Linked DNA regions of Sus scrofa: all the other regions are linked to region 2. A link is a contact called in public Hi-C and HiChIP or PLAC-seq data. All regions are on one chromosome and are shown on one strand. The core of a region is the stretch at or near the end of the contact, and the rest is flanking DNA. Distances in the headings are between cores, read along the strand shown.

What was found. Hi-C and Micro-C count contacts between places; a contact is called where the count stands out from the background. HiChIP or PLAC-seq counts read pairs in DNA pulled down with a chosen protein or histone mark.
Region 1: a contact with region 2 is called in a Hi-C map of skeletal muscle, with 4 times the contacts expected there. The contact joins the promoter of PPP1R37 here to the promoter of RELB in region 2. A contact is called at or near these places in 3 of 47 Hi-C or Micro-C datasets (heart right ventricle, liver and skeletal muscle) and 1 of 2 datasets of contacts at active chromatin or transcription factors (alveolar macrophages).
Region 3: a contact with region 2 is called in a Hi-C map of liver, with 6 times the contacts expected there. The contact joins the promoter of NECTIN2 here to the promoter of RELB in region 2. A contact is called at or near these places in 1 of 47 Hi-C or Micro-C datasets (liver) and 1 of 2 datasets of contacts at active chromatin or transcription factors (alveolar macrophages).
Region 4: an H3K27ac HiChIP or PLAC-seq map of alveolar macrophages shows a contact between it and region 2. The contact joins the promoter of TOMM40 here to the promoter of RELB in region 2. A contact is called at or near these places in 6 of 47 Hi-C or Micro-C datasets (alveolar macrophages, embryonic fibroblasts, epiblast stem cells and 3 more) and 1 of 2 datasets of contacts at active chromatin or transcription factors (alveolar macrophages).

Annotation. Positions count from the first base shown.
Region 1 is chr6:51,520,226-51,525,268 of Sscrofa11.1, forward strand. PPP1R37 (protein phosphatase 1 regulatory subunit 37) reads left to right here and starts at 2,733. Exons shown (of 14, transcript XM_021094533.1): 1 at 2,733-3,276. The coding sequence starts at 3,075. It overlaps GEMIN7 (gem-associated protein 7), which reads left to right. Exons shown (of 5, transcript XR_002344688.1): 5 at 1-754.
Region 2 is chr6:51,441,217-51,446,378 of Sscrofa11.1, forward strand. It overlaps RELB (transcription factor RelB), which reads left to right and starts at 3,454. Exons shown (of 12, transcript XM_021094521.1): 1 at 3,454-3,696; 2 at 4,621-4,668. The coding sequence starts at 3,642. CLPTM1 (cleft lip and palate transmembrane protein 1) reads left to right here. Exons shown (of 18, transcript XM_003127223.6): 18 at 1-428. The coding sequence ends at 13.
Region 3 is chr6:51,315,005-51,319,834 of Sscrofa11.1, forward strand. NECTIN2 (nectin cell adhesion molecule 2) reads left to right here and starts at 2,653. Exons shown (of 6, transcript NM_001097494.1): 1 at 2,653-2,743. The coding sequence starts at 2,653.
Region 4 is chr6:51,358,289-51,363,044 of Sscrofa11.1, forward strand. TOMM40 (translocase of outer mitochondrial membrane 40) reads left to right here and starts at 1,868. Exons shown (of 9, transcript NM_001315748.1): 1 at 1,868-2,148; 2 at 2,925-2,992; 3 at 3,431-3,523; 4 at 4,393-4,494. The coding sequence starts at 1,875. It also overlaps a transcript of NECTIN2 not described here.

The sequences.
Region 1 (5,043 bases), core at 1,483-3,982, 78 kb after region 2:
TGCCCCCGACGCTCGCAGGGGCCTCCTGAAACCACAGGTTCCTGAAACTCCGGAGTCTCCTGTAGTTCAAGAATCTCAGGAATCCCAGGAACAGCAGGCCCGAGCCGCCCTGCGGGAGCGCTACCTCCGCAGCCTGCTGGCCATGGTGGGTCGCCAGGTGAGCTTCACGCTGCACGAGGGCGTGCAGGTGACTGCCCACTTCGGAGCTACGGACCTGGACGTGGCCAACTTCTATGTGTCGCAGCTGCAGACCCCGATCGGTGTACAGGCTGAGGCGCTGCTCCGGTGTAGTGACATTATCGCATACGCCTTCAAGCTGTGAAGTTGGTATCGTCTCATCTTTCTGCCTGGGGTGTAGCTGCCGTCTCCCTGGCCTCCATTTGCTCACGAGCTGGGACCTTTGGGCCATAGAGTTCTGAATTCTCTTGGAATTTTGAGCCAAGCTCCAAGCAGCCCTGGCTTCTTAAGACCTCCAGGGTGTAGTCAGTAAAATTCTGCATCCCAGGAGTCTTAGATCCTGTTGGAAGGAATGCTCTACCTCACAGAACTCTAAAGGCTGCAGGTATATGGGCCTGTCACCCGTTCCTGAAGACTTGGGGCGGCGGGGGTGAGGGAGTAAAGGAAGGCAGATTGCCTCGTGGGAAATGTCTGTTGAAGAGGCTGCACAGTTCAACCCCCTTGGACATACCCCCCAGTACTACCCTCCCACCAAAGAGCCAATTATCCCAGGAAAATATGCCTCTGGTTTTCTTTTGTTTGTTGTTATTGTTGTTTTTTAATGTAACCTGCAGGGACGAAGCCAGATTTGGGGAGTGGAAGGGTGGTTATCCAGGAGCTGAGCCCAGTGGAGCTGGGCCAGGACGGGGAGGGCGCATCAAGGGAATGGGAGGATTGGACTCTCCTAGTCTCTGGGAATGGCTAGAGAGAACCAGATGCCCGGTTTGGGAGATTTGGATTTGATTTCTCTTTCAGGTAGGTGGGGATGGACAGGGGTAAGGCTCACATTGAGTCACATGGTCACTCACAAGCACTCCTCCTATTGCCTGGCTTCTGGGTAGGCCCATTCTCTTCCCAGTCCCTGCGGACTGGTCGGACCGTGTGTGGTGGCGCCACTGAGGAAAAGCAGAGGGGTTATGGGTTAGGGTGAAACTTCGCCCCCTCTTCATTTTGCCCCAGCTGTGTGGCATGGCAGGCCTCATCACTTGCTTAGCTTAGCCCCGTTACTTAGTAGTCTTCCAGCAGGTTTATTTATTTATTTTGTCTTTTTGCCTTTTCTAGGGCTCTTCCACGGCATATGGAGGTTCCCAGGTTAGGGGTCTAATCGGAGCTGTAGCTGCTGGCCTACGCCAGAGCCACAGCCACGCAGGATCCAAGCCGTGTCTGCGACCCACACCACCGCTCATGGCAAGGCCAGATCCTTAACCCACTGAGCGAGGCCAGGGATCACACCCGCAACCTCTTGGATACTAGTCGGATTCGTTAGCCACTGAGCCACGATGGGAACTCCTCAGCAGATTTACTTTAAAAAAGTAATTTCTACCCTCTTTATAGTCACATCAATTTAAACATGTAAGTGAAGGGATTCGCTGGTAACTCAATGGGCTGAGGGTCCCGGTTGTCGCTGCAGCGGCTCGGGTGTGGTATGGGATGGATTCCTGGCCCAGAACTTTAGGCGTGGCCAAAAGGAAAAAATGTAAGGGAAGGTTCCATTAAATATAGAGGAGATTCGCTTTGTCTGTCTTCAGTGGTGAAGCTGAATGGAGCACGTGGAGAACTTAAACTCCCATTTGTCCATTCACAACGCTACCTCTGGCGATTCCTGGGCCAGGGTTTCAAGTTGCCTTGGCAACGAGTCGCTTGCTCCTCCTCTTGTCCCCTTTTTTGGTTTTAGCCCCGCCCACCCACCCCTCCCCGCGGCTGGAAAGGCTGGCAGAGCATGACGAAAGTGCGAGAGCGAATATTAAGCGCCTGGATGAGCACTTGTGTGGGGGTGGCTTGAGTTCGTGCTAGTTTGCTACTGGCTCAGTAATCTACCTGGTCCATCGCCTGGTAGTTTGGGTGGCAGATTCGCCCCTTGCTTTTGGCATTTCTTCTTTGGTCTAGTTTTTAAAAAAATTAAATCAGAGCTGTAATATTTTAGTGTGGCTCATATTTTAGTTTTTAAATTTATTTTTTTCTTATTTTGGCCGCACCCGCACAGGCATGTGGAATTCCCTGGGCCAGGGATCGAGCCAGTGCCACAGCAGTGACCCAAGCCGCTGCAGTGACAACTCGGGATCTTTAACCCGCTAAGCCACAAGGAAACGCTTAGTTTTTAAATTTAAATTGTATTTTATACAACGCTATCCAAATACAGAGTTATTATTGAAACTGTAGTCTGCAAACAGAAGGCTAGAGACTAGCAAGTGGCGACGGGCTTGTCCCCAGGCAGAGGATCTTTCTGTCAGCATCCACAACCTGTACTCATATATTAACACAGTTCCTATCGCCTTTCCTTTCAAGTTCTCCACCCCTTCTCTCCTTATCGGTTGGCCCAGCCCCACCAAGCAGATGGCTTTTCTTTCTATCTACTCCGTTCCCTTCTCGGTTGCCTGAGCTCGTGACGAGAGAGGCCCGCGGGGGGCGGGAGGGGGCGGCTCGGGTTCGCGCTTGCGCGCTGCTCTGGGAGACGGCGTCCACCTCGCCCCGCCCCCCCGCTCTGCAGTTCCGGCTCTGCAGATTCACCGCTCACGCTTCTTTTTCCTGTGGCCCTTTCTGCCTTTTGTTTGCCCTTTAAACAACCCACTAGACAGCTCTACCTGAAAACAGCTTGAAGTGATTTTCTGCTTTTCTGAATACGAGACGGGTTCACAGGCCCTTAACGAAAGTGCGGCTGCGAACGAGCAGGCGCGCACGGGGCTCGGGGGAGGTGCGCCGGAGCTGCCGGCGGCGACGACTACGACGACCAGGAGAGCGGACGGAGGCGGCGCCTGAAGCAGTGGCGGAGCCCATGCCCCGGGACGGCGGGAGGGTCCGGAGAGACAAGTCCGGGGCCCGGGGCATGTCCCCGGGGCCCCCGTGAGGAGGTGGCGGCGATGGAGATCCCGCCGCAAGAGGCGCCGCCCGGGCCGGGCGCGGACGGCGAAACCGAGGAGGCCCCCGCCGAGGCCCGGTCTCCCAGCCCCGCGTCGCCCCCGGCCGACGGGCGCCTCAAGGCTGCGGCCAAACGCGTCACATTCCCCTCCGACGAAGATATCGTGTCCGGAGCTGTGGAACCCAAAGACCCCTGGAGACACGGTAGCTAGGGCTGGGGCGCGGGGGCGGGCTGGTGGGGGACCTGGGTGTCGGTGCAGCGCCCAGCACAGAGGTGGAGCTCAATAAGTTGCACCTAATGACGGTTTAAGGAGAGAGTTGTCAGTTTAGAGCTGGAGGGTGTTAGAGAGGAGGTGGCTCTTGGGTTGGGAAGGTGAGAAGTAGCTGGTTTATACCTGTTCCCCACGTCCCCACTCCAAGGGACGCTGAAGGCGATCGTTTTAGGAATTAAAACTGTGAGCAAGGGAAGAAAGTTTGGTGGCATGGAAAATTAGGAGGGCTTTGAGTTCGTAGTTCCCTCGAAGGAGGATAGAGCAGCTAGAGGAGGGAGAGTGGGTCAACATGGGCGTTGAAGGAGTTTGATGGGCCCATGGGGATGGAAAGAGGTTAAATCGCTGGCCTGCAAGCCTCAGGGCAAGGGGTGGTCTTGTTGCTCCCTTCCTTGGGTGAAAGGAGGAAGAGGAATAAACCTGGCCTATGGTTGTAGAGGAGTTAGTAAATCTGGGGGTTGAGAAGAGGGAATCAAGGTAAATAAGCTTCCTGAGAAGTAAATAAAGGAGCTGAGTTGCTGGTCAATTTGGGGTGGGAGGTGGGTGAGAGATAGTCAGAGGAGGTGTTTTGGATCTTGGCATTAGGAAGAAAAAGTTACTGCCTGCCTCCTCTTCCTCTCCCAAAAAAGGGAAGCAGAACATTGTCAGTCATTCAGGAACTGAGAAACTTTGGAGCCTGGCTCTAGAAGGATCTTTTTTTTTTTTTTTTTTTTTTTCCTTTCCTTTTTTCTCTTCCCTCTTGAGAAAGAGTTGGGGAATGGGAGATGCCGGTCAGTAGAAGGTGAGAGGGTTGAAGAAGTTTGGTGGCTTGAGATGTTGGGAGAGAGAGAGAGTGAGTGCCTGGGTTATAAGTCCTCTGGGGAAGGTCAACTCAGTGTTGGGACTGAAAGGACAGTTGGAGGGGTGTGTTTTATCCGTTGGGCTGGGAAGGTGGACAGTCGCTCCAGAGACGACTGGCAGTATCGAGTCCTGGAGAGGTGTGTCCGCCTTCTGGGATGGAGCCCACCAAGAGAGGGATTGGCCTGGCTGTGTGACTCTCCACAAGTCAGTCTGTTGGCCGTGGGGAGAGAGGAGGAACCGTTGCTAGTCTGTGGGCAGTGGAGGAATTGGTGGCTTTGATGCGAGAGTGGGAAATGTGGTAACTGGAAGCTGAACACACGCGGAGCCTCCATAAATGGCATCTTGGCCAGTTGTCAAAGAGGCGGAGGGCGATTTCAAGTTCTTGGCTTTGGGAGCCAGCCAAGCCCCTGTGCTCTCGCCCCGGGGATAGGTGGGATCGGGGGAGGGCTTGGAGGAGTGGGTCTGAAGGGGGATAGGTGGTCACTTTGGGGTTGGAGGGCTTGGAGAAGTGGGTCTGAAGAAGGGAAGAGTTGGAGTCGGCCCTGGTGGTAGCGTGGTATCCAGTCCAGGGAGTTCAGAGCCGGAGAGGCAGAGCAGGGCTCTGCTTCGAATCCTGACTCCCATTTACCCACTGCCTGACCTCAGACGGGTTATTTAACTCCTCGGAGCCCCAGTTTTCCCAAGTGTCGGTGGGAATACCCACGCCACGGGGCTTCAGCGAGGACTCCGTAAGATGGCGAGTGAAAACTGGCCGGGTCGAGTCTTCCTAAGGTTGCAGGGGGGCCGATGTTAGGTGATACTGGTCATTTGAGGGGCCAGTCCAGGAAAGCGGGGCCTGGATGCTTCTGCTTCACGGGCTTCC
Region 2 (5,162 bases), core at 2,204-4,703:
AAAAAGGGATTAGCTGCTCCTGGTCCTCCTCATCCGCTCGGGCTCCCGGTGACCACCATCCCCGCCGCCCCGGCCCCCTTGCCTCCCCTCCCCGTTGCCCTTCCCTTGGACAGATCGGGCCGGGCCCAGGGTGTGATGTGGGGGCCGGGGCAGGCCAGGGCACGTCATTTGTGGAGGCGCCGTCCGTCTGTTCCTCTGTGTTTCTAGCCATCTTGCCCCGCCAGCCCAGCACCATTGGGAATCATGGTGAAGCCGACGTGGCGCTGCCGAGGGGGTGGGCCAGGCAGGGGAGGGGCCGGGGCCCCTCTGGGGACGCCCGTGGCCATCCATCATCTTGTCCCTCGATCCCCCGTTGCCCCCCTCCTCCCGGACCGCCGCCCTTTAACACAGTCTGGATTTAATAAATTCACATGGGTGTTTAACTTAAACTCCACAACCCCACCACTTCGTGCCTTCCTTCCTCTGCCACCCTGGAGAACAGGTGTGGTGGCTCTCCTGAGTCTGGCAGGGACACCTGGAGGATGCAGGACAGTGACCCTCTGGGCCAGGCCCCTTTCTCCCCCTCCTCCCCCTCCCAGGAGACTGAAGGGGCTTCCATAACCTTGCCCATTTCATGGACGGGGAGGCTGGCTGTTTGCTGTGGCTTCACTGCACCTGTGCTGTCACCCACCAGGCTGTGTCGAGCCCGCCTCACCACTGCCCACTGATTGTCCCCTGGCCTCATGCCGCCAGGCAGGGCAGGGGCGTGTACCCATCGCCCCATCCGGACCCGTCAGCCATCCTCATTCAGTGGTCCTGGGACCCTGGAGAGCTGACCTTGCATCTCTGGGCTCCAGGGGCCCCGGGGGTGAGTCATGGCACAGAGTGGTGTCCACTGTAGCGCTCCATGGCTATTAGGTGCCGAGAACCCAGCCAAACTCAGTGTCGTGTATGCCTTCTCAGCAGGCTGGGTGCTGGGACTGTTCACCTGCCTTGTAGATGAGGAGACTGAGGCCCTTGGTGCCTGTGCACTTGGAGGGGTTGGGACCCCACATTTCCAGGGTTACTTTTGGGGAGTGGTCTCATCAATACTTAGGGGAGAGGAGGCCCAGGGCTGAGAACCATGGCAGGTTCCCTGAGGCTCCAGCTGCCATACTGCCTGGCAGGGCCAGGCAGGGCATCCACAAGGTCCCAGGTATGCACAGAGCGCGCATGCGCACACATGTACACATGCCACTCTTCAGGCAGCCACAGCCATTGACAGGCTCCACTGCCCCCTCCCCTGTTCTGTGTCATTTCATGGCTCCCACTCCTCTCAGGGCCCCTCTGCTGAACTCCTAGGACCGAAGGGGGCAGGGGCTCTCAGGCTCACTGGTCTCGTCACCCCACGCCCAGCTCCTCTTCCCACAGCTGCACAGCCCAGCCTTTGCCATGGTACAGCCATCAGCTGTACCCCACAGGTGCTTGGGACTCTCACCTCTTCACTTCCACTGAGACCACCCAGTTCAGGCTCCTCTTCACACCCTGGGGTCCCCACTCAGCCTCCTCTCTGGTCTCCTGCCCCTCCCATTCTCCATTCCAGCAACCAGAACTTTCTAAAGCACAAAGTTGACCCTGCCCATCCTTTGCTCAGGACCTACCATGGCTCCCCAGTACCCTTAGAGGAGCCCAGGCTCCTAGCTGTGGAGAGTGAGACCTTATCTCCCCTACTTTATAACTGCTGTGCTCTCTTAGCTCCTGGCACTCCTCTGGGTTCCCACATCCCAGCCCTGCCTGCTGTGGATCGTCACTACCTGGGGACAGGTCATTCTCCGCTGGACTGGAGCCCTCTTAGGACAGACAGAGCCAGAGCTGTCTTGGTCACACTGTGTCCTCGGCACAGGCGTCACTTGGGGAAAGTTTGCTCCGTGCATGTTTGCACAGTGCTGACTTGCACAGACATAGGCACATGCAGAAGTGTGGATCTTGAGGGGGCCTGCATTCAGGCACTGGTGGGGAGACTGATACAGTCAGGCAACAAACCTTCCCTGAGCCCCTCCCCTGGACTGTGCTCTGAGCTGGGGATTCTGTGTTCACAGCAGGGACCAAGACAGCCCCAGGCCTGCTCTCACGGGACTCAGAGCCCCAGGGGAATCCTGAGCACTGAGGGCTTCTGATGTATCCTTACAGTCATTCACCCAACAGTCTCTGAAGCCTGACCTTTCAAGGAGCGGAGGAGGATGAGGTGGGTTCCCGATCCTATATGTAGGAGCCATTACTCAACACTTTAATCACGAGCAAAGCTCTAGTCTAAGTGCTGTATGTGGTTTGCTTCAGCAAGTTTAATATTACCCAATGGCCCCATCACCTTACAGGCCATCGCTCTAGCCTCATCTTGGCTCCTTCCCCAGCAGTCACCACTGCAGCCTCCTTGCTGTTCCTTGAACATGCCATGCGCATTCCCACCTCAGGGCCTTTGCACATGCTGTTCACTAAGACTTGAACACTCTTCATTAGATATTCACATGGGTCCTTCACCGTTTCAGATGTCACCTTAGACCCTCCCTGAACATCCTAACCCAAATAACCTCCAAGCTCAATCCATGTATCTTGCTTATCTTGTGTAATACCGCCATTACCACCAGGCGTCTATTTGCTTATCTCTTCTCCCTCTGTCTCCCCCACTTGGATTTCAATTCCATGATGGCAGGTGCTTTTGTCTGGTGTGTTACTTGCTATGTCCCCAGCTCTTGGAACAGTACTGTGTGCAATAGCTCTGTTAAGTCAAATGTTCACAAGAGCAGGTGAGAAAACTGAAACCCAGAGAGGTTAATTGGTCCAAAGTCTCACAAAGTAATGTGATGCAACATTTAGAAGATAAAGTGCTTAGAACAGCACCTAGCACATGTCAGAGCTCTATACAAGTGTCAGCTATTAAGTGTCTAATCCTCACAACCATCCCAGTATTAGACCCATTTTTCAGATGAGGAAACTGAGGCTCAGAAGTCAGTTGTCTGAGGTCTCCTAGTAAGTGGAAGACCTAGGATTTGAACCCACACATCCTGATTCTAGAACATCAAATCACAGCCTCCCTGTCAATGCCCTTGTCATATGGAGCCTACAGCCCGCAGGCCAAATCCGGCTTTTTCCAGTTTTGTGTAACTTTTACATGTTCTAAATGGTTGGGAAGAAATCAAGTCCCGTTGGCAGACCTGGGGGTCAGGCCTCAGTTTCCTTACTTGCTCCATGGGTAGACTGTGAGTGGCCTCAAGCAGGACTCAGTGGTCTCGCGCAGAGCAACGGGCAGCATCACCGGCCCGACCCCTCCTGCGCGCTTGGCTTCTTCTTCCCGGCCGGCCCCGCCCCCGCGGCCACGTGATGCGTGGGGGTTTTCCCATTCCCCTAGCGTGACGTCACGACAGGGTGCAGACCAATGAGCGTGCAGGCCGGCGGCGCCGGGGAATTCCGCCGCCCCGCCCCCGCCCGCCTCCCGCCCGGCCCGGCCCGGCGCCCCCCGCAGCCCCGGGCGCCGCGCGTCCAGCCCGGCCTGCGGCCCCAGCCCCTGCGCCGCTCTCCCGACCCGAAATCGTCCGCCGGACTGTGCCACCTGGCCGTCCGGCCTGCCCGCGTGTGTGTTTTGGTCTGGACTGGCGTCTGGGCCGTCAGTCCCCACTGGTCGGGCCATGCCGAGTCGCCGCGTCGCCAGATCGTCCGCTGCGCCGGAGCTGGGGGCCTTGGGTAAGCGGGCTGGGTTCGGGAGAGGAGTCTGGGGCGGGACCAGAGATGTAGGAGTCCTGGGGGTCCTGGAGTAGTCTGTAGTTCCTACGGGAGTCTAGGGGTTTTACGGGGCGAGTGTGAAGGTTCTGGGGACACTATATCAAAGAGAAGGAAGGAGGCAGAGTGTGGTGACATGGACCGGGCCAGGGTAAGAGAGGAGTCCCACTAGAGAGTGAGAAGGGGGCGGGGCCTGACCCTGAGGCAAAGAAGGGGGCGGGGCGCGACAAACAGAGGGGGCGGGGTCTGACTCGGAGAAGGAGGAGCGGGAGCTGTTCCTGAGAGATTGGGCGTGGCCAGACCCAGAGAGGGCGAAAAAGGAGCAGCCTGGCTCACAGAAGGAGGTGGAGCCTAGCTCAAAGAGGGAAGCGAGGTCTTTCCGACCCAGAGTGAGGGGGCGGGGACTGAGAGGAGGGGGCCGGGCCGCGCGCATAGAGGGGAGAGGGGCGGGGCCTGTTCTGAAAAAAAAGAGGGCGGGATCCGGTTCAGACAAGAAAGAGGGGGTGGGGCTTGCCTCAGGAGAGAAGTGGCAGGGTCTGAGAGGGAGAAGGGGACGGGCTTGACGCTGGCAGGGTGAAGGTGTAGGGTCGACCCTGAAATAAGGAAGGAGGTGGGGACTTTCCTAACTGAGGTCGAGAAGGGCTTCTCCAGGCCCTTCTCTACCTTCTTACGGGAGAGGAGCAGGGCCTGCATGCGATGAAGGGTGAAGGGAATGACAGAAACTAGGGAACCTGTCCCTGAGTTAAGGAAGTAAGGCCAGACTGTAAGGGTGAGGGGGCCGAACAAAAGGGCCCCGGGCCAGGAGGGAAACCGGGTGGGGCTTGGGAGATTCTCGGCCTCTCCCGCTGTATCTCCATCACCTCCTGAGACATGCCTCCTTCCCTGCAGGGTCCACTGACCTCTCCTCGCTCTCGCTAGCCGTTTCCCGGACCACGGGTGAGCAGCCCTCCACAGTTCCTGACCATTTGCACACTCAGTACGCGGGGGAGGGGGGGATCTCATGGAGGGGGCATTGTCCACGCCTCTGAGGGCTTTGCAGAGGTCCACCTCGGCTTTTTTTTTTTCTTCTGCTGACATGTGTTCCTCCCTGCTCCTTGAGATAGGATCCCCAGATGCACCTACCTCCCAAATCTTAAGGAGCTGAGCGAGTCAAACCAACTGTTCACTCTCTAAGAGGAGTCCTCTTTAGAAATTCACTATTTCTGAAGGTCCTAGTACAGAGGGTGATAATTACACACTGGTGCCACCACCCCTTCACTATGTGAATGTCTGCAGATCACTTCCCCTTTCTGGGCCTCAGTTTTTCTAATCTGTAAGGTGAGCATAAGATCAATGCCTCCCTTTTAGGAGGACTGAGAAGATTTAATGAGCTGATACAGTTAAACTTTTTGGGTTTTTTTGGCCGCCCCAGGGCATATGGAGCTCCGGGG
Region 3 (4,830 bases), core at 1,403-3,902, 130 kb before region 2:
CATTGCTGTGGGTGTGGCCATGGTAGGCAGCTGTAGCTCCAATTCGACCCCTAGCCTGGGAATATCTATGTGCCATGGTGCAGCCCTAAAAAAAGAAAAAAAAAAAAGCTTCAGCATTTTTACTTCTGGAATTTTCCATTAAATATTTCAGACTGTGGTTGACTTCAGGGTAGCTGCAATGGCAGATGAAGGGAGACTTCTGTATTTATCTAGCTGGCCTCATACCAGACTAGTGCTGAGCCTGAGATACGCATTATCTGCTACCTGCTTGCCGGGCAGCATGGGGCAAAAAACCACTCTGTGCTCTGCGTACTACTTTTCAATGACATGGGGGTCACTGATGGTGTTCCCATCATTGGATTCTTGTGCAGAATTAACTGCCAAGTAGCAAACTCTGTGACTTTGGTTCAAGTCACTTCATCTCTCTCTGCCTTGGTTTCCTCACATTGGTGCTGTGGAGGTTATTTGAGACAATACTTCTAGAGCCTTTGTATCAGCGGCTGGCACAAAGTAAGTGCTAAATACATTTATTAAAGGAGGTCCTGTCGTGGCTCCGTGGTTAACAAACTTGACTAGCGTCCATAAGGTCGCGGTTTTATCCCTGGCCTCGCTCAGTCCGGCGTTGCCGTGAGCTCTGGTGCAGATCGCAGCCCGGCTTGGACCTGGCATTGCTGTGGCTGTGGCATAGGCCAGCGACTACAGCTCCGATTGGACCCCTAGCCTGGGAATCTCCATGTGTTGCGGGTGCGGCCTTAAAAAGACAAAAAGGAAAAAGAAAAAAAAGTATTATTACCAAGATGTGAATGCCCATCAGAAACAGTCTCCACGACTTAAGATCTTGCCCATCTGGGGAAGAAAGCTCAGGTGTGCAGCAGGTGGAAAGGATGGCAAGTTCGGAGGGGGACGTTCCTTTTGGTAAAGCAAGAAGTTCCCAGGCATCTGCCCCCAGCTGATCAGTTTTCATTCAGATGAACAGGAACCGAAGGATTTCAGGAGCTCAGTGGCATCCCCTCCCTCTGGCCTCCTGCTTCCCCCCCTCACCCCTACACGCTGGGTGGCCTCACCAGCTCCCCGCCACCTCCGCAGCCCAAAGAATGTGAAGAGGTAGGTGGGGGTGGGGAGAAGCGGGAGCCTCTGAGGAGAGACAAAGGGGCCGAGTCAGAGCGAGAGACAACAAAGACGCAAGGAGGCTGGAAAGATAAGAGAAGTGGGACAAGGACGCGGGGAGGGACCAACGGTGTCTGGAGGCCCTAGCCGGGCGGCAGGGCCAGCGGAATGCGGGGGGCTGGTCTGTGCTGCCCCCTGGCGGGCGGCCGCGGAAAGGAACTGGTGAGGACCAGACACCCGAGAGGACTGGGGGATGCGGAGAGGGAAGGGAGGTTAAGAGAGACGCAGAGAGAAACAAGAGACACGGAAAGAGACACCGAAACACCCATTGAGACATAAGGACAGAGACAGACACAGAAAGAGGCAGAGAGACACAGATAGGAACACATAGAGGAAGACAGAGACCCAGAGACGCAGACAGAGACAAAGGGATGGAAAAGAGACAAGGATCAAGTGACACAGAAACAGCAATAGAAAGACACCAGAAAGAAAGAGACCAGCTACACAAAGTGACAGCGAAACGTGAAGACTGAAAAACCCAGAGATAGAGAAACAGGGACGGAAAAAGAAAGGCAAAAAATAGACACAAAGAGACACTAAAAGAGAAATTTAAAAAGAAACGATGCAGCGACTCCTAGAGTCCCAAGCAGAGATTAGAAAGCGACGAGGACAGGCTGAGATGCGCACAGATACGAACGACAGTAGGCACGGGGTGAGAACTAGGGAATTCGAGAGGCAGGGAAGGGGGTGGGGACTCTGCGTGGGGGCGGGGTTCCAGGGGGGCGGGCCTATGAGAACCCACGCTCCTCACGCAGGTGTGACGAGAAGGCAGGGACTAAAACTGAAGGGGACGGGTTAGTCTTTGGGGCGGGGCCGAGGCCAGGACTGAGCTCCCGAGAAGGGGCGGAGAACGGGTGGGCGGGGTGCACCGCGAAAGGCGGAGCCTCACGGGGGCGGAGACAGCCGAAAGCTCCGACGCGTGCGTGACTACAGCGCCCCTTAGACAGGGGGCGGGGCACGAGGGCAACCTTGAGTAAAGGGGCGTGGCAATAACGCTAGGGGGCGGAGCTTGAACGCTGGGAGAGGGCAAAGATAGAATTCTGGGGCAAGGAGGCTGTGATCAAAGAACCCTGGGAAGGGCGAACTTGGAATCCTGGGGAGGAGCAGGAAGGGGAGGGAGAGGAATGCTGGGGGCGGGGCGGGCGTTGAATCCTGGGGAGGCGCGGACAGGGCCTCCCAGGAGGGGGCGGGTCAGAACAGCATGAGGGGGCGTGGCCGGAGCCTGGGATCGGGTCGGCTCTTGGGGGGAGGAAAGGGGTGGATCCTGTGACGTCAGCGAGTCCGAAGCCAGAAAGAAGCTAGGAACCGGGGGGCAACGAGCTGGAAGAGCCAGGCAGCGAGAGCCAAGCCGGGAGAAGAGAGCGCGGCAGGAACCGGCCGGGAGCCAGAGCCACCCAGGCACCTGGTCGTCCTCTCAACCGATTGGCGCTCGCAGAGTGGCCCTCAGGCCCCCGCCCGGTCCCGGTCCCCCTCCCCGGGCCCCCCATGGCCCGGGCCGCAGCCCTCCCGCCGTCAAGATTGTCGCCGCCGACGCTGCCGCTACTGCCGTTGCTGCTACTACTGCTCCGGGAAACCCGTGAGAAACCGCAGACGCCTCCCTGGCGCGCGCGAACCCCTCCCCTTCCCCACCCCAGCAGAGGGTCGAGATGATGAATCGAGACCCCCCCCCCCAATCTTTCCTTCTCCTGGAGTTGGGAGTCTGAGGCCTGGGGAGAATTGAGGGCAGGGAGCCAGATGCCGAGGTCCTCGAGAGGGGCGGGGAACTAGCACTTTGGGCCTCTTGGAGGGCCAAGAATGACAATTCGGGCGACCTGGGGAAGGGCCTGAGGGCTCCAATCCCGGGCCTCAGGATTCCCGAGGCTCTGACTCCCGGGCCCCAGAAAACCAGGGACTGGGGCTGACTCCTGGGCCTCAGAAAAATTAGAGGGTGAGAGCTCTGTCTCTTGGGTGCCAGGTAGTGTGAAGGCTAGGGGCTACGGACGCCGGGGTCCTGGTAGAGTTGAGGGCAGGAAGGGCTCAAACTTAGGAGTTCCGTGTGGTGAGCCGAGGGCTCTGTCTGCTCGGTGCCAGACAGAATTGGGAGAAGGGGAGGGCAAACGCCCTGTCTCCTGGGCTCCAGATTTAATTGTGGGGCATTGGAATGTCTCGTGAGATGCAGATACACATGTGGGCAGGAATCCCGACTCGGGTACTAGATAAAATGCAGGGCCTGAGGCCCTGCCTGGAAACTGGAGGCTCGGTGGGCTGTGTTTCAGGTAGACTAAGGAGGCCGAGTCCCGCCGGCCGGGACCCTTCCCGTTCCTTGTGAGCCGTCGGCGGGGAGGCCCCTAGGGAAGTTTTCCGGGTTTCACTTTGGGCGAGCCGGGCCGGGCCGGGCGGGGCCGGGCCGGGCCGGGCGGGGGCTCTCCTGGCTCCCGGTTCCAGACTCCCGGTTTCGGGACCTTATCTTTCCTGTAGTCGTGCCTTTGTCCTCGGAGCCGCTGCGGGGGGTGGACGGGAGGAGACGCCGCCCTAATCCCCCCTCTCTCTCCCTCCGCTCTAGCCCCCTCCTGTTCCCTCCACCTCCCAGAGGGGAGGGGCGCAGACCTAGGAGAGGGAGGGGCTGGGAGGAAACAGGTGAAGGAGGCTCCGGCCCCGCCCCTTGCAGGTGACTGGGCTGTTTATTCCCAGCTAGAAACTTAGTGTACTGGAGTTTCCCAAAGGTTTACCAGAAAGTGCGGAGGCAACTTGGGGAAGTTCTGGTCTTGCCTCTGGTCTTTTTTCCCAGCAGGTCTCTGAACTGTCTCCCAGATTCCACCTGGAGTCAGGGACTGCCGCTTCCATCACCTGCCTCTCCCTCTTGTGTGGGAGATAGGGAGATAAAGTCAGACCCCGCCACCTCTAGGAGAATGCTCAGAATCCACCCCTCCCCCCTTGCACCCGGTGGGGACTCGGTGCGTGGTCTTGTGGAAGGCGCCGGATCACCCCCAGGAGACAGGTTCAGTTCCTGTTCCCATTTTGCAGAGGAGGGAACAGAGTCTTAGAAAGGGCAAACCGCTTTCCCAGGATCCACAGCCACCTGCAGACTTGAGAGCCTTTCCCAGGATCCTCCAGACCCAGGAGGACCCAGCCTTCAGATGGCAGAGACACAGAAGAGACTTTGAGAACAGCACCACTCCCCCCGCCCCCCTCCTCCCGAGGGCTTCAGCAAGCGGCCCTGAGCCTCCATTTCCTCCTTAGCACAGCAGATATCATAGTTCTTTCCTGCAAGGCCATTGGGAGGATTTAGGGGTGGCACTTGATGGGGAGGTCTTCCCCTTTCCTGACCCTCCATCCTAGTGCTTTTGCTCTCTGCTCTCTCTCCCCTCCCTTTCTCCCTCCCTCTCCTCTCTCTCCCTCTGCTCCTTCCCTCACTCCCCCCCTTCTTCCTCTCTCTGTCTCTCACCCTCTCCCTCTCAGCTCCTCTGGCTCTCTAATCTCTCTCCAAGCTCTTTCTCTCCTCCTTTCTCGCCCTCACTGTCTCCTTTCCATCCGTCTCTGTCTCCCTGTCCCCAGCGCCTCCGCCTGCCCCCTCCTTGGCCCCCAGGAATGAGGGGGCACCACCTGGGCTTCTTACTGGGCCAGCTCCCCTCCCCAGTCCTCCCAGCTTTCACTGCTCATCCCTGTCAGCCAGGCAGCCCCATG
Region 4 (4,756 bases), core at 618-3,117, 85 kb before region 2:
TAGTGTTTTTTTTGTGGGCTGTGAAGGGGATGGAGATGGAACAGGATGGGAAATGAATAGGGGGCTGAGGACTTGAGGGAATCAGTAGACCAGAAGTCAAGACAGGTTACAGACAAAAAGAAAAAGGACAAAAGATATGACAAAGATAATGGAGGGCCTAAAGAGCAAGAATGCATAAGCCAAAAACGTAGTGATGGGTAATGGAAGGAGAGGGGAAGGAGTCCAGGCATGGTGGTTAAGGAAAAGGAATCCTCAACAGTAATCTAATGAATAATAGACAGAAATAAAGGGAACAAAGGAGAAATAGCAGTAATTAAGTACGAGGGGCTTGGGCGTAATGAATAAACGGCAATAAAAACAGGCCAAAAGCAAAAGTATTAATGTTTTATTTCATTTATTTATTTATTTATTTATTTATTTATTTTCGTCTTTTTGCCTTTTCTTGAGCCGCTCCTGCGGCATATGGAGGTTCCCAGGCTAGGGGTCGAATCAGAGCTGTAGCCGCCGACCTAGACCACGGCCACAGCAACGCGGGATCCAAGCCTACACCACAGCTCACCACAACGCGGGATCCTTAACCCACTGAGAAAGACCAGGGATCGAACCTACAACCTCATGGTTCCTAGTCGGATTCGTTAACCACTGCGCCACGACGGGAACTCCAGTATTGTTTTAATAGGAGCTCAGGGCACGATGGGTAATAGATCCGAATGAATAAGCCAGGGACAGAGGGATGAATAATGGAGCTGATGTGTAATGGACCCAAAACTAGATGCTCAATTAAGGAAGAGCTAGAAGAATGAAGGGAATGAACGGGCATAAAGGGGCTAAAGGTAGTACAGGCAACCAAACTGAAATGAATGGGACGGAAGGCATGCTGGGTAATGGGACCTGAATGAATGGGCCAAAGATAGAAGCCGCAGCGACTTGGCCAGGGGTGGGAGGAGACCCAGAAGACATCATGGGTAACGAAAGGGGTGGGTCTACGGCAACTGTCCTGTTAAATAGGTAAGGGGCATTGTGGGTAACAAGAAACAGGACAGGGTTCATGTAACGGGTTAGAATTCTCCCGTGGCACTGTGGGAACGGCCAGCACTTCCGGCTTTCGGTCCGCGACTCAGGACTAGGGGGCCGCCCCTTTGCCGCGAAGCCTGGTGGGACGCGAGGCCTGACCTTGCTGCCTAGCAGCCTCTGCCGCGCAACCCACCTTTATCCATGTCCTTTGACCCCGGCACTTTAGCCAATGAACACACCAGATAGATTACGTCAATAGGGTAGGACCTTGTACCTGCCGGAGCCAATCAGGATGCGTCAAGGACCAAGGCCGACCAATAAACATGGCAACTTCGCCGCGGGGCGGAGTCGAAAGTGTGGGGGGGGTGACTTCTGGAAAGGGGCGGAGGCGATACGTCAAAAGGGCGTTGCAAAGCAAGCAGCACAGGCCAATGGCGGGCGAGCACCGGAACCCGCGGCATCGCGAACCAATCGGCGTGGGCTCTCCAAGCCAGTGGGAAGGACGGGGAGGTGTGCTTTGACCTGTCTGCGAGTGGGAACCAACAGAAAAGGACGTTCCAAGGAAGTGGGTGGAACTCTCATCCACGACACCAATAGTAAGGCCAGACCCTGAAGCCGGTGGGCGGACGCAAGGGCCCGTTAAACCAATGGACTGGGGGGGGCGGGGCGACGGTGGCGGCGGCGGCGGCAGCGGGTTCGGTTGCGCGTGGCGCACGGGGTGGGAGCGGAGCCCAGACCGGGAGGAGGCGCTGCCGCGGGTGAGAACCGGGGTTACGAGCAAGGGGGTGTTGGCTGGGGACAGGGCTTGGAGCCCGTGGGCCTTGACCTCTGCCCTCTGACCCTTCCCTTTGCAGGCGACCATGGGGAACGTCTTGGCCGCTAGTTCGCCGCCTGCAGGGCCGCCGCCGCCACCTGCGCCTCCCCTCGTGGGACTGCCTTCGCCTCCGCCCTCTCCTCCCGGCTTCACGCTGCCGCCGCTCGGGGGCGGCCTGGGCGCTGGGGCTGGTACAGGTCGAGGTTCCGAACGGACCCCTGGGACTGCGGCCGCTAACGCTGGAGGGACCGGGGATGATGGGGCCTGTGGCTGCCTGCCCAACCCGGGCACGTTCGAGGAGTGCCACCGGAAGTGCAAGGGTGAGGGGCTAGGGGCCCGGCGGGAGTGTGATGGCCCGGATCTCGGGGGGAGGGGGAGAACACTGAGGACCTTGGGAATTGGCACGGACCACTGGAATCATTGAACACAGCGTTAGGAGCTGATGTTGGAGTCGAATGGTGCAACGTTGAACTCGGGGCTTAGAACGATGGGATCAAATGGTGGAACCTTGGGATGGAATGCCAAGGCAGCAGAGAAAAGCTTTAGGGACCTCAGGAACCCCAGGAATCAGCCAAGCCAGCCTCATGTGATCGTGAGGGAAACTGAGGCCCAAGGTCACCGTGACAGCAAGGGGCAGTGGGGGTAGAAGCCAAGGCTTTTGGATCCCGATGTGGAATAGTTATGATGGAAGAGTGGTGGCCACATCCTGAGCACTGGCACTCAGTACGTGTTAACTCATGAAACCCTTGCAATAGTTCTATGCGGTGAATATCCTCAACTTCCAGTTGATAAAATTGACAGACTGAGATGAGTTGACGTGTCTCCTGTCACACTGGCAGTAAGTGGTGGCCCTGGGATTTGGATGTAGGCAAAGGCCTTGATCCTGAGCACATCAAAACACTAGGCTGTTTTGCCTCTGTATTGGTTGGGGTACTTTGCAATGTGTTGCTTGTGGGTACCTGGGGAATGGAGAGTGAGGATTCTAGGGAAGGAAGGCACCTGAGAAGAGGTGTGTGTGTGTGTGTGTGTGTGTGTGTGTGTGTGTGTGTGTGTGTGTGTGTTCGGAGTGTGACAACCAGCATTCTCTCTTTCTCAGAGCTGTTTCCTATTCAGATGGAAGGTGTCAAGCTCACAGTCAACAAAGGTTTGAGTAATCATTTCCAGGTGAGCCTTCCTGGGCCCCTCTTCCTCCAGGGGTCATCCCCCCCATCCCCCTGCATCTGCCCACACAGCCCTTTTATTGCAGCCTAAAGGTGTGGGCTCCTTGTTGCCAGACTAACCACTCCGTGGCGACCAGTGTAGAGTCTGGGGACCAAGAGTCCAGAAATAATGCACCTCACCCCCAACCAGCATCCAGGCAGGAATAAAGTGCCAGGCGTGTGCCCCAGCCCTGGCACATCCCTCCTCTAAGCTTCCAATCTAGTCAGGGCACACCTCCCAGTCTTCATCTTCAGCCCAGCCCAGCCTGATAGGAAAGCTAGATTGACAAGGATCCCGGATCCTGGGCTGGAGGGGAGCTGTCCTAGGCATGAGCTCAGCTGCATTCCTTGGGCAGGGGCGTGGTCCTCGGACTCATCGCCACAGCCCTCCCTCTTTTCCCAGGTGAACCATACAGTCGCCCTCAGCACAATCGGGGAGTCCAACTACCACTTTGGGGTCACGTACGTGGGGACAAAGCAGCTGAGTCCCACAGAGGTGAGCTTCCTTTTGCCATTCATTCATTGTATCTTTCTTGTAACACATAATGCAGCCAAACAGGTAAAGAAGGCTTTGTCAGTAGGAGGTCAGAGCTGCCAAGGGTGTTGGGACGTGCTGTCTGTCTCTCCAAGGTGCCCTGGAGCCTGGGTCATTTCTTCATCCTGCCCTCCACTTCTCAGCCTAGCCCTGTGCCGAGAGAAGCTGAGGACGCCAAGGTCACCAGTGATGACCCAGAGTGGGCAGGGCTGGGCTGTGTGGATCCTTGCTGGGCTTCGAAGGCCAAGCTAGGCATTTCACCTCGGGGGCACTAGGGGGCAGTGGAGAGCCACTGAAAGATTTGAACGAGGGAAAGACAGGCCAAGAGGAGGCCAGATGAATGCTTTGGAACTGGCATTTCTCAAGTTGTCTGGAGGCTATTAAGGGAGTGGAAAAAACTGGGGGCCTGGAAGGAGGTTGGGCCAGGACACGGGTGGGCTTAAGGGACTAAATTAGTCTTTGCTTATGTTAACCATTTCCAGGTAATTTACTCAACCAACCTTCCTTGCACCCCCATTCTGTGCCCAGCCCTGTGCTGGGGACATAGCAGTGATTCAAACAGACATGGGGCTCACAGCCCAGTGGAGAAAGGGAACAGGCCTGTCCCCAGACAGCAGTAGTCCAGGGTGGGCAAGACTGAGATGGGAGAACCCAAAAGCAGTGTGAGCTCAGAGGAGAGCCTGGGTCAGCCTAGGTGGCCTTGGAGGGCTTCTTGGAGGAGAAGACCCAATCTGAGGCTTCCTAATCCTCGGCTTCTCACCGAGGCCCATCATGGGTGTTCTTCCCTAATGCTAGATCTCTGACCTCTAACCCTGTCCTCTGCCCCACAGGCGTTCCCCGTGCTGGTGGGTGACATGGACAATAGCGGCAGCCTCAATGCTCAGGTCATTCACCAGCTGGGCCCCGGCCTCAGGTCCAAGATGGCCATCCAGGTGAGGGGGAGTCGGTGGCTCCCCGTACCCCTCTGAGCCCCAGGCTGCTCTTGTCCTTGCGCGCCATGCACAGAGAAGCCCCACATACTGAAACATTGGGTTTAGAACAGAAAGAGGTTTGTTGTGAGGACCAAGCAGGGAGCAGGCGTGGCCTATGCGCTGAAGTCCCCAGCTTCCCAGTAGTTTTTCGGTTGTTTGGTTGGTTGGTTGGGTTTTTTTTTGGTTTTTGGTTTTCTTCTCTTAGAGCTGCACTCACGGCATA